2 separate regions of the Columba livia genome follow, and region 2 is linked to region 1. The links are chromatin contacts, called in public Hi-C maps. All regions are on one chromosome and are shown on one strand. The core of a region is the stretch at or near the end of the contact, and the rest is flanking DNA. Distances in the headings are between cores, read along the strand shown.

Evidence for each region. A called contact is a pair of places that touch in the nucleus more often than the background predicts.
Region 2: a Hi-C map of crop shows a contact between it and region 1, with 2.8 times the contacts expected there. The contact joins the promoter of SAMD13 here to the promoter of SSX2IP in region 1. A contact is called at or near these places in 2 of 2 Hi-C or Micro-C datasets (crop and liver).

What each region holds. Positions count from the first base shown.
Region 1 is chr8:27,020,171-27,023,973 of bColLiv1.pat.W.v2, forward strand. It overlaps SSX2IP (SSX family member 2 interacting protein), which reads left to right and starts at 2,440. Exons shown (of 16, transcript XM_065072670.1): 1 at 2,440-2,543.
Region 2 is chr8:27,193,397-27,196,861 of bColLiv1.pat.W.v2, forward strand. SAMD13 (sterile alpha motif domain containing 13) reads right to left here and starts at 1,507. Exons shown (of 5, transcript XR_010474394.1): 1 at 1,339-1,507.

The DNA of each region.
Region 1 (3,803 bases), core at 1,190-3,689:
AAGCTCCAGGAGCTTAATCCTTCCCGTGAACAAAGTCTGTTGTCCCACTTTCCATTCCCAGTCACATATTATATTCTGTGTTAGTCTGCTTCCTCCTAAGAGTGCCTCTGCAGCAAAGCTACAGTATAAAGGTCCAAAGTCTCTGCAGTTAACCTGAGTCATACAATGAAATGTTCCTTCTGCACTGCGAGGAATTATTTCCTATGACCTGAATAATTCTGAAAAGAATGCACTGTTATTAAAAATATTTATTAGTGTTATTGCAAAGGTACTAAAAGCCAAAACAGTAATCAGTATTTTTGCAAGCCACGGGAGGGTGCTTCCTACACAGCAAGAACCACTCAGTTTACTAGCCCTATATAAGTCTATTTCATCTGCTGGAGAGGTAGTTATGGTCTGCCCACAAAAAAGAGAAATAGCCTTACTTCCAGTGTTTATGACTGGAGTATGGTTCATTCCTGGAGGTTAGATTTTTGGTGAGAATTTCGAAAGGCTGGTTTTGACCTTATTCAGCATTTTTCCATTATCAAGCTGACCTTTGAAAACCAGAAACGTTGCGCGAGAAAGAATCTGGAGGGAGGTTTATCACAGCTATGTTTGTGGCAGGATAACATATGAGACTCATTCTCTTTCACGATTCCATCCCTTGTTGCATGCCAGAGAGCATCGCTTTGTCCACTTGGTGACCCTGTCAGTGAAAATGCTCATGTGTGGCCTGTATCACCATCTTCTTACTCTGAAAATACAGGAAAATAATCAAAATTTGCCAACTTGAGTGAATAACTGAATTTACGAAAGGGTATATAAATGTATAATCTACTAAAAATAGATATTTTCTATCCCAATTTCTGCTATTTCTCTGTGATGGTGGCTTTCCAGTCATAACAGCCATCCTGTCTACTGCATTTAAGCCTCTTTTCTGTCAGTAATTGCTTTGTTATTTCTTGATTTGGACTATAACACCCTAGGTTTCGACAAATCAACAAGAATAGTCCTCAATCTCTACACTTCGCTTATGTTTAGATGTTTTTGATGATTTGCACGGAACCCCCCAACAGGATACTCTCCTCAAAGCTAAATGTGAATAGAATATTGGACCAATAAAGGCAAGTTTACAGAGAACAAAGCCGAATATTATTTAAAGACTCATTACACACTAGAAATGAAAATATTTACAGTATTGAAAATGTTATTTTACTCAGTAGAACCTGTTCTCATTGTCTCGTCTTTAAAAGCAAAACCAGAATAAAGTTGATAATATGGAAAAACATTGTTTATTAACCTGGAAAGGAATTAGGAAGAAAATTTCAAATTATGAAAGGCAACATAAAAACTGACCTCTTCTCCTGTACCAAAATATAATAAAGACATGTGAGGTGTCAGCAACACACAGGACTGAGAATTAGATATTGCAGGTATACACACACATGACTGCAGAATTTGGTGTACTTGGGTGGGAAGGTGGTAGGTATCAAGAAAAATAAATCATGTCATCGAGTGAAGGCTGCAGTCTTGCAAACCCCAATAATTAATCAAATCCTATGGATCATGATTACTCGATTAACTTTCCTGAGTACTATTTGGTAATTTTATTAAAAGCCTCGCATATTTAGCAAGGCGATGCTAGATAGCTGATATCTCTGGCAATAAGGCATGTGCCAAGCTGGGTGTCTGGCTGCTCTTCCACTCCCAGGCACAGAGGGGACTGCTAGGTACGTGAGGTCTCTCATAGGGAGACATGGTGATGTCTGGCCAAAATTTAATCTAGGTGAGTGCCAGGGATTCCTGGTGTAAGCTCCTCACTCAAATCAGCAATGCCTTTCTTTCAGACACTATCAAACAACTGTTGAGATCAACTATGAAGCTGTCTTCTCTAAAGTGTATTCTACAGAATTGTGATTTTAGACTGGCTGAATAACGTGACTCAGCAAAGAACTTCTTATGCTTTTGTATACAGCTGTTGAAATTGCCTGCGGGGAGGGAAAAAACCCAGCAACATACAGTCAAAGATAAGGTCTAATATTTAACAACACATTTTTTCAAAACCAGTAACCACTCCATCCCCCGTGAAAGGCGACGGCAGTCTGGGCAGGACAGTATCTAAGGAGACACAGCCCTGTTCATCGCCGGCCCCCCGGTGCAGCACTGCAGGGCTTTCCCGCAGCCAAGCGAACACTCTGGGTCTTTTTTCCCTCCACGGGCGCCGCTCGCTGCCCGTCCCCGCTCTCGGGACCCGCCGACAGGTGCCAAACGTGCTCTGCCTCACCCCGGCCGGGGCAGGTGCCGCCACACGCGGTACCGCAGCACCCGCTGCGACCCGCCGGGGCGGTGCGGACCCTTGTTGAACGTCTCTTAGCAACTGCCCGGCCAATGGCAGCGGCGCTGGGACGGGGGTGTGCGGGCGGCGGGGGGGTTAACCCCGCGGGGCCTGGCCGAGGGCCGGAGCGCTGGTGTCGGCAGCTGCGGGGCGCGGAGCGGAGCTCAGCTCGCTCGGGAGCCGCCTTTCTCCTCCTCCCTTGCCGCGTCGGCAGTAGCCGCAGCAGGTGGTGCTGGGCGGGTGGGTGCGCGGGCTCCTCCTCCCACTCCGTGTTCGTCTCCTCCTTCTCACCGGTGGCTCGGGAAGGGGGTTCCGCGGCGGCTCGTCCCGCCCGTGCGGCGCGGCGGGTAACGGGCGCTCTGCGGCCGTTGGCGAGGCAGGCGCGGGGGGGAGGGGACGGACGGGCGGCGCGGCGCGGCCGGTGCGGGAGCCCGGCGTGGGGCAGCCGAGGGGAACGGCGTGTCCGCGGTCTGGGCTCGCCCCTGGGCGCTCCGTTGGCCGGGCCGGGGGAGGGCTGTGTGCGGGGGGAGCCTCTCTGGCCGCGGCGGTGCTGCGGGTCTTGACCTGTGCTGCTTCTTGTCGGGCTCCGGCTGAGCCGCGGGGCCGAGGGCGGCGGGTCAGCGGCCCGGCTGTGCCCCGCTGGAAGGCCCGGCGTGGTGTTGGTCTGTGTGAAGCTGCAAGCGGCGGATGCTGGAAGAGGTGAGAGCCGGAAAGCTTTCTGAGTCAGGGGATTCGTGGCCGTTCGGCTTTAGCTGGCAGTTTCACGTGATGCAAGAGTAGAGATTCCATTTAAAAAAAATATGGCTTTTTTACTTTAATTAAAAATATTGCTTGCCTTGTCTGTAGCAAAGTCCGTTTCAGTTTGAAGATCAAATCACAATGCAAGACCAAATTGTAGTATCGTTGCATCCACAGTTTTTGTAGAACACTCTGCTGCTTTCTCTGCTGTCAGTGAAATGGTTACACGGTGCTCTGTATGCTGCAAAGGTATGATAGGAATTTCAGGGCAATGACTTAAAATAGGAAGCATGTGAAGTAAAATGTGAATGTATTTGGTAAATTTTAATAGTGAGCTTGGAAAGGAGACCTAGAGAAATTATTTTATACCATTGATGGAGATTTCGGATTATAAGTATTTGGGGGGAAGATGTTCTTTCTGTTTGTTTGTGGTTTGTGTTTTTTTTTTTTTGATGGGGGAAGGCTGTGGTACTAATATCAGTTATAATCTAGGCTGGTGAGAGCATAGGAAAGGATAATACCAGGCTCATTGGGGTCAATATCTTGTTTCTGAGAATGTCTGGCAGCAGATGCTAAGGAAGAGGTCGTAAGTGTAGGTTGGTTGCACAGAGGTGCTTTTATCCATGTATCCTCCTAGCATACTGCAGTCTGGAGCTGAAGGATCTCTGAGCAGAGCTTGTATCTCTCTTTTTGAATTTGATAGCTGCAGATGGATGTTTTTCAATGAATTTGATCCAGTTTATATACT
Region 2 (3,465 bases), core at 257-2,756, 170 kb after region 1:
CCTTGCTTTACAAATACGGGATCAGTGCTACAGATGAGCACAAAGTGACTTATACCCATCTGACACAGAAAGCTGGTCAGCAGAGTTACTGACTGAGCACCAAACTCCTGAGGCCTAAATCAATATCTTATCCATAAGACCATCCTTCCTGCACTAGCACAGCTTCTTCTATAGGCACAGTAAACTGAACTCTGAAAAGGAAAGGAGCATACAAAGGACACAGGAGAAAATCCAGTTTGTTCCCGCCTCGCAGCACGCTGGAATACTTTCACCACACAGTTTTTTTCCACCACTCCACCAAACATGCAGGCATGGCCCGAGGCTTTTCTTTCTGTTCTCAAGTAAGCCATTTCTATCTCAGAGAGCACCAAAGAGCTGACCAAGGACTCAGGATGTTCTTGCTGTAGCATTAATGGATACCAGTGAAATGTCACAGAGCTCTGGGAAGTATAGAATAGGGAAATCACACTCTTCAGATAAAACTTTGCAAAAACAGCGGATAGCAATTAATAATGCTGTTAAGGGAAGGAAAAAAAAAAAAAAAAGACCCTTTATTATATAGCTAGCAGCACGTAAAGCACCGAGAAAGCAGTGACAAAGTAATCGAAAAGATGCTTCTTCCTTCACCGCTGACCCAATAACTCAACGCATTCCCTCGAATCACTTCTTGGTTCACCTGAGGTGACTGCACGACGACACCCGCAGCAGCCCGACTGCCGAGGGTCCCCTCGCCCCGGCCGCGCAGGACCCGGCAGCCGCCCCGGGCTCGGGGCTGGGCACCTCCCGCGGAGCCGCCCGGCCGGCAGGAGGCTCCGGGGGCTGCCCTCACGCCGCGGCGGGCGAGGGGACGGCTCCGCCGGGACTGTGTGACACGCGTGCACCGTATCACAAGCATCTCCGAACCCGCTCGCCAGGCAGCACTGCACCACATTGTCATTTTTGGGCTGGCGGAGGGTGGGGGGAAGTAAGACAGAAAAACCTACCTACGAGCAACTAAACCAAAGCATTGCTACAGGCTGCTCCGGAGCGGCGGAGCCCCCGGCTCCCGCCCCCCCCGCCGGCAGCGGGGCGCTCTGCGGCGGCTCAGTTTGACACCGGGAGCAGCCCCGCCTGGCTCCCGGCCCGCCTGACGCCGCCGCCACACACGGCCCCGCCAACCGCCGCCCGCGTCATGGCGGCCGTTTTAAAGGCGCAGCGCTGCGCCGCCCCCCGCTCCTTCGCAAGCGTCCGCGCCGCGGAGGCTCGGGAGGGAGCCGGGGAGGCTTGTCGGGCTGGGGGCGGGAGGGGGGAGCAGGGACCGGCACCTCCGGAGAGCGTCTTCCCTCCGGGAGCGCTTACCTGCGGCGGCAAACCCGCCCGCGGCACCCGGCCGGAGGGGAGCACCCAGTGCAGGATTCGTGAGCTGAGCTTCTTGGGACCTCCTTGTAAACATTTCTACTCCTCCTACCAAGTGGGGTGCACGTAGTAACGGCGAGAGCGGGGGGAAAGGCAAAAAATCCGCAGACATTTTCGGAAGATGATCCCATGAAACTGACACACGGTGAGAAATAGGAACGGCCAGGTATCAGGAAATCGACAAAGCTACGTGAAACTCATGTCTAGAATGAGTTTGTCAACTTGCAGGTGAATAGTAGACACTTGTCTCTGGAACTGGAGCATCGCAGGCTCAGGGTGATGGGAAGGAGGAGCCACTAAGGACAGCACAACCGTGCCACCCCAGGAGTCGGTGAAGAGAGGACATGGAGACAGGAGTTCCCAGGGACAACCACATCTCTTACTCGTGTGAGCACCAAACCTTATTTCACAAGGAGACCCGCAGATACCTACAGGATTTGCTGTACAGTAAGGTGCAAGTCAAAGTGCTTACAGATGACTAAGTCTGGCCCACTGGCAATAAAATCTCATCCACAGAGATTAATAGAAATGTTGGCAGATTTCTACAGCAACTGCACCTTTCTTCTATATTACAGTAATTTCTAATTTCTTCTTCCAAATTTCCCTTGATTCAGTATGTTTTCTAACGGCATAGAAGTGTTACATGGATGACACACTGCCAATGTCAGGGAAATTAAGCAAAAAATACCAACCAACACACCCTGTGCCTCCCTACACATGGGCTTTGCAGAACTCAGCACCAGGGCTGCATCCCAGCCACAGCTCAGCCATGGTGATCTTCTGAGCATCCTTAACAACCTGGCTTAGTACAAATTAGTGGGATGTTTTACTTGCAGAATTCCCTTCTGAGTCAAACCACTCAAACCACACCTTTGCTGTTCTCTGCAAGGCAAGGGGGATGCTACAAGCCACCTGAGGATTCGTACCAAACCCGCTGGTGACTTCAGCCTGATTTCTGGCCAGCAGAGCGGGCATGGGGCTGTCCCAGGCCCCGTGCGGCTGTCCCACTCCCAGAAGCAGGTTCCTGCATCCTGGCTGCACTTGTGAACACAGATCCCAGTCACCTGACTGCTACTGAGACACTGGTACAAGCGCTAAAGTCACAGGAAATCTGCGCTTTTGTGCAAAGGACTGTAGATGTGACTTCCCTGACCATTTGATTTTGCCTGGTCTACAAGCTGCCAAATAAATAACCAAGTCTCACAGAAACTATGCAAATAATGTGACTTGAGTATCAACAGGAATGTTGAGAATAGAGAGCAGTAGGAGTCTTCGCTGCTTTAGATTTTAAATAAACTCAGATAAACAAGTTAAATAGATCATTAAATATACTGCACCCTAAAGAAAAACCTCTTTACTTCACGTCTCAAAAGCGTACTGTAAAATGTGGCATATTTGTGTTGGACGAGTAAGCCACACAAGGCAAATCTTTTTTGTCTCTCAAGAAATATGCATTCTAAATGAGGCCATAATGAGATTTCTGCATCAGCTGTTTTCTAACTTTGGTAATGAACTGACATTTGAGGATAAAAATATCAACCAGCTATTTTACTCACACTCTCCTCTTCCTTCCATCATGTTCTTCAATTAATCCTTAGAGTATCCGAAAAGAGGCTCACACAGCACGTGTGTTCTGCCTAAAAGACCTTGAAGAGCAGAGAAAGGAATGTTAAGAAAATAGGCTGTGGAAAAATTCAGTGTGGAATATGATCTGTGGTTTGTATTCTCATTCATTGGGGCAAGGTAATTTAATTAAAATGATATTATGTCTGGAGGGAGACAAAGTAGGAGAGTGAATTAGACTTTTGTTTGACTATTTGCATCCTGATTCTGGGAGAAAAACACCAAACCCACCACATTTCCAGGCTATGCGGAGCCCCAGGTGAGCGCACCTTGAGGGGTCAAACCCTGTGTTTCTGAACCTCCGCTGTCATAAGAGGAGAAACATGCAGAAGTGACTGTGGTTAATGGACCCTGTTTTTTCCGGGTATTGAAAAATGCCATTTTTTTACGGAACAGATATTATTTTTTTGTCTGTGGAAGTGACAGCAGTACATGAAGACAAAATGC